2 separate regions of the Sus scrofa genome follow, and region 2 is linked to region 1. A link is a contact called in public Hi-C data. All regions are on one chromosome and are shown on one strand. Each heading gives the region's core, a stretch centred on a gene start, on an enhancer-like site or on the middle of the called end of the contact. The rest is flanking DNA. Distances are from core to core; before and after follow the strand shown.

Region 1 (2,700 bases), core at 103-2,602:
AGAGATGTGTCCAGGAGTTCCCTGGTGGCCTAGCAGTTAAAGATCCAGCACTGTCACTGCTGTGGCTTGGGCCATTGCTGTGGTGTGGGTTCCATCCCTGGCCCCTGAACTTCTGCCTGCGGCGGGCATGGCCAAAAGAGAGAAAGGGGAATAGAGGGGGAAAGAGAGAGAAAGAGAGAAAGAGAGAGAGAGAGAGAGAGATGTCCAGCTGCTCAAATGGAATGTGCTGTTTTGCAGGGCAGACAGGTCTCAGCAAGTGGCATTCCCTAGCTACAGTCTCTTTCTTCTGCTTACTTGATTCAATAACAATACAGGAGCAGTAGCTTTTATTAAATATTGATCGTATGCCAACCACTATAACCAGGTATTTTACATATATAAACTCAAGCAAACTTCATAACAAATCTATAAAATAGATACCATTTTCCCCTTTGTTTATAGATAAGAAAACTGAGCCTTAGAAAACTTATGAAACCTTCCAGCCTACAGCTGTTATATAGTAGAAGAGGACTTAAAAGAGGGAGGCAGGACACATCCCTGCCTCAAGGGCATGTGCTCAGTATCCTGGCTCTGACCTTAGACAAGTTATTGTAACTCTCTGAGCCTCAGTTTCCTCACCTATAAAATAGGAATAACAATACCAATGTACAGGTTATTTGGGGATTAAATGAGAAAATGGATAAACAGTGCTTAATACATGGTGTCCTTTTGTTCAGTGAATATTTATTTAGTCTTAAGTATGAAGCATTGCAGTAGGCTTTAAGAGTATGGCTATAAATAACACAAACTCCATCCTGGCCTTGTGATGCTCACAGTCTAGCAAAGAAGACAGTCATTAAGCAAATAATTACACAAATAATTATTTGCAATTATGCTGAGTGCTATCAAAGAGTGACTGCTTATAGTGAATACTCAGTAAATAAGAGCAAATATTTACTAAGTGGCTATTATGTGCTGGGCACTTAGCCAGGAAGAAATTGAGTGCAAGTGCATAATTAGATGAAGAGTAAAGGTATTTCCATGGAATTTTAGATTAGAATGAGGTTAATGAAGACCACTTCATTCCTCTGGTCAATCAAGGAAGTTTTGGAGGGAAGGAGGTGAAATTTCAGAGGATCCTTGGTTGAGTTCCCTGGGAAGAAGAGAGGTCAAGTTAAGAATGTGTTTTCTTTCCCCAAAATCAGTTCCTGGGGATCATGCGAGTCATCTAGTGTGGGCATCCTCAGCATGAGTGGCCTTTATATCTGGCAAGATAAAGGATTTTAGAAGACTTGTGTAACAAGCCATAGGAACCAGGCTTTCCCTCTGAAATGAACGCCAAGTGCTAAATTTGCTTTAGAACTTGGCATAAAGTCTGAGCAGGCAATGAGTCATAACTACGTACTGTTTTCAGATGCTAATTTAAATATCATCCCATACAAATATAGTGGTTCCACTGGCAAGCTGTTTTCTAACCTGGCCTTTTTTTTTTTTTTTTCCTTTCCATGATTACCGTGCTCTAGGCTGAACACCCTGAGAAACATTTACTAATGCATCCTAAATTATCTCAGCTGGGTAACCACAAGATTTTAGCTTCTTTAGATTTTGTACCAGGCCTCTGTCAAACAGTTCTTTCCAACATTAGGTTTGTACAGAGATGTATACATGTCTTCCAGGCTGGGATTCCCATCAATTAAGACTGTTGCCCTTTGCTATGAGATAACAGTCTCTTCGTGACATAGCCTGCAAAGAGGGAGGTGCCTTTCACTTCTCGTTCTCCTGTCAAACAGCCAGTCAGTTGGAGAGCGTTGTGTTGAAGCTCTGACTGCCCAGAACGTTCTCTCTCGATTGGAGTCAAGTAAAGGTAGCTAAGGAACTTGATTCTCTGCCTTTACTCGGGGCCCCTAGCAAATGATGTTAAGTGTGACTTGAGACTTGACACATCAGTAGCTAAAAGTCTGTTTCTATGTATGTGGAACATGTAGTAATGGAGGAAGGTCTCATTACTACTCTCATTTCACAGATGAGGTAATGCAGATTCAGAGACTCGATGTCCTGCCCAAGATTAGACAGCCAGTAAACTATTCAAACCCAGGGTTTCCAGTCATGGGTCCTGTGCATTTTGCATCATGCCTCACTGATTTCTAAGGTTTCCGAAGAAGGCAGTGGCGTGATCTGAGCTATACTTTCCAAATATATCCTAGCCAAAATGTTTTTATTATGGATTGTAAAGGGGCAGAACTGGAGAGACAAGTTTGAAGACTTCTGAAATTATCCCAGGGAAGTGACATCTGGTCCTGAATCAGTGTTATGGGAGTAGGGATAGAAAAGAAAGGATAGATAAAAGAAACTTAATGAAGGTAAATCATGCTGACCATTATGGCTTAAAGAGCCATAAAGCCTAGAAATGAAAAAGATATGAAAATCATTGGGCCCGGTTCTCTTTCTTTCAGCAGAATATAATTATCCCCACCTTTACAGGTGAGTCAACTATGATTCAACCCAAGTGACTTGCTCAGAGTCTCAAACTAGTTTCGGCAAAAAATGGAGCTGGAGCTCAGGACTCCTTATAACAGTATTCTTTCCACTAAAGCGTAGGGTCTTCCAAATCTGTTTTTTAGCTTGTTAGTTTTTTAAAAAAAGCATTTTATTGAAATGCACAAAAGGGAAAAATCTTACGTCTATACCAATGAACTTTCACAAATAGCACACTTATGTAAC
Region 2 (2,700 bases), core at 129-2,628, 120 kb before region 1:
AACCTTACAGAGAATTTTTTAGAGCACTTTGCATGTTGTATAGCCTCTCTCCCTTCTTAGATTGTGAGCTACTTGAGAGGAAGGATTACTTTCCAATTCTGTAGCAATTGTGCCTAACCCAGTGCCTTGCACAAAGCAGATTGCTGAATAAATTATTGAATCCATCTTATTCCTGTAATGTCACTTTTTAAAATTTTAGGCAATTACCTTACCAAAATGCAATTCCTCTTTCTTTCCCTTCATTCCATTTGTGAGTCAAAAAGTTGTCCTTATCAGTAAAACTGTAGTAACCCAACTGTAACGATCCATTCAGCTATAAGGATTCATCTCTAACAAAGAAAAGAAAAGTCAAAAGTTAGGAGTAAAATTTGCCCTAATAAACAACTATTTTCTTCAAATTTTTAATCACTTGAAAGTGTTCAGGTGTCCTCACATATTGCTCTATCCACCTCTTTAAACATATCTTTTTAATTAAAAAGATAGTTTATTAAAGAAATATAGTTATTTCTTATTATTCAAGTTGTCTATCTTTTCTAAACTGTTGTATTACACCAATGATTGTGCTCACTGTTCTTCACAGTAACAAAGTGGGTTCATTATGGGTTAAAGAGGTTTCTTCTGGGCTGACTTCAATCGCATTTCTATGCCTGTTGTGGGACCATTTCGAAGTTAAAAAGATGGTTCCTAGTTATAAAGTATACATTTTCCAGAAACTTTAAAGTGGTTCTAATGCAGATGGTTCACACAGAATATACCTCGACAATTTTAAAGTACCAGTTAAAATTCTAAGCTTATCAGGGCATAAATAACATTTTTTAAAAAGCTACTGAATCAAAACCCAACGAGAATTTCAAATCACGATATAAAGTGTTCCCCTCCAGCTTAACCAACAGTACAATCAATCTAGAACTTCCATCTGATCCCACAAGCACAACCCATACCCCAGGTAGGGAGAGTCTGTAAAACTGCATAATCCAAACTACAACATCCAGAATACCCTCCTCAAGCCGAAACTCTGGGGACAATAAGAACGGGGAAAAGGCGGCTGGCGGGGCGTGGTGGAGAAGCTTCGGGGGCCGGAAGGAGGGGAGAAGAGAAGGAATTGTGGGTATATAAAAAGAAATGTCTCGACTCCATCTCCCATAATCCTCCGTCTTGACTTGCGTCTCTCCGCCAATGTCAATATTGGATTCCGCCCTCCGTCCCCGCCCCGCAGGAAGAACAGCTTCTAGCGACCGCAAACTACATTTCCCATGAGGACAAGGGCTCGGGCCTCCGGCTTCCCTGGAAACAAGTAGCCAATAGGAGACGCCGCAGCGGTTGCGGCGTCGGTGAGAGTCGAGCCTGGGCCTGGGCGCCGGGCCCAAGCCGGCAGCGCCAGGTGGGAGTTCAGAAGACGGGCGCCCGGCGTGGGGCGCCGCGAGGGCACCGCCCGCCCGGAAGCTGCTGCACCGGTCCGATTTTCCGCGGTTCTATAAGGAGTAGCGCTTCAGTAGCCGGGGACCTGGAGGTCAGAGAGGCAGAAAGCCTGAGCGGCTGAGGCTGGGGACTGTGGGACTGTGGGACTGTGGGGGCCTAGGGAGGAGGGAGCTTCCGGGGCCGCAGGCCTCAGCTCTGACTCCGCCCAGCTCCGCCTCCACGGGGGAGGGGGTGTCGGGCCGGTAGTTCCTTTGGGGGCCTGGGAATGCCTTGCCAGTCCCGGGCATGACTTTATGTCAAGTTTTCACTTTCTGCCTCTTTGATAATGAGGTCAAGATCGTTGCCATCTCTTTATCGGCCCCTGCAGCCACTTCCCCTTCCCTGACCAAGTCTTTGGAGCGGAAAGGGTTTCCCCTCAATTTCCAGAAGGGATGGGGAGCAGAGGAGGGAAGACATCTCACTTTTGAGAAATATGTGTTTAAGGTTCAGTGCAGTGTTCTGGTGAGAATAAAAAGCAAGTTAGACCTTTTTTAAAAACCAAGCGCTTTAGGGCTTTCCAGCAAGCATTCATGTTGACAAACATTTAGGGGGCACACCAACTACAGAATAAAGTAGACTGTGCAAAACGAGACTGTATTTTGTTATTACAAACGCGTGTAAAAAGTGCCGAGGGGTTAGTGGAAGGGGATACTGATGGGGTTGGTGGTTGATCAATGGAAGGTCAAGCCTAATCCTGGAAGTGCTGAAGGCTTGAAACTCTCATCTAGTTTCCAGACCTATCCTGATAGGCTTTGGGAAGAAGTTGTATTTTAATTTGGGCTCCAAAGGAGTAAAGAGGATTTAAAATGGGCAAAGGCGGCAGGCAGGCGGGAGTGGGGGGGGGGGCGGGGGAGGAGAAACTGCTTCCTAATATCGGGGTTGAAATTGGAGAAGGGTCTATAGAAGAGGAAGCACTTGTATAATAGGTGGGCTTCCCTGACTAGAGTAAAACGTGTCAGCAGGGATAGATTGGGAAAGAAATCGTGTTGACAAGCTTGGGGTCATAGTAATAGGACACTTTAAGGCATCCACATAGTTTGGATAGTATTCTGTATCAAATTAAAAGCAAAAAATTAAGATTAGGTGATTTTTGTTTTTTCATCCTAGGGGAACCTGATTTGAGATCAATTCTTGGAGAACACAAAGGAGTATGGTGGTATGTTCCAGGTGTGAGTTTAATTTAAACCCAAGAAGGGCTTTGTTTTATAGACTGTTTTGTTTGTGGCTATTCTTAGCTACACT

What was found. Hi-C and Micro-C count contacts between places; a contact is called where the count stands out from the background.
Region 2: a contact with region 1 is called in a Hi-C map of skeletal muscle, with 5 times the contacts expected there. The contact joins the promoter of ENOX2 here to the enhancer-like site in region 1. A contact is called at or near these places in 4 of 47 Hi-C or Micro-C datasets (fibroblasts, psoas muscle and skeletal muscle) and 2 of 2 datasets of contacts at active chromatin or transcription factors (alveolar macrophages and skeletal muscle).

Annotation. Positions count from the first base shown.
Region 1 is chrX:107,245,348-107,248,047 of Sscrofa11.1, reverse strand. The region is part of intron 3 of ENOX2 (ecto-NOX disulfide-thiol exchanger 2); the gene reads left to right. Among named protein-coding and RNA genes, the nearest start is that of ENOX2, 120 kb to the left of the region's middle. Within about 2 kb of position 1,352, at least 1 of the 83 cell types and tissues checked has an H3K27ac peak or open chromatin away from gene starts, as enhancers often do. A contact at or near this core is called in skeletal muscle, where this site is marked.
Region 2 is chrX:107,367,122-107,369,821 of Sscrofa11.1, reverse strand. ENOX2 (ecto-NOX disulfide-thiol exchanger 2) reads left to right here and starts at 1,378. Exons shown (of 15, transcript XM_021080170.1): 1 at 1,378-1,454; 2 at 2,566-2,625. It overlaps ARHGAP36 (rho GTPase-activating protein 36), which reads right to left and starts at 1,270. Exons shown (of 13, transcript XM_021080173.1): 1 at 998-1,270; 2 at 213-329. The coding sequence starts at 243.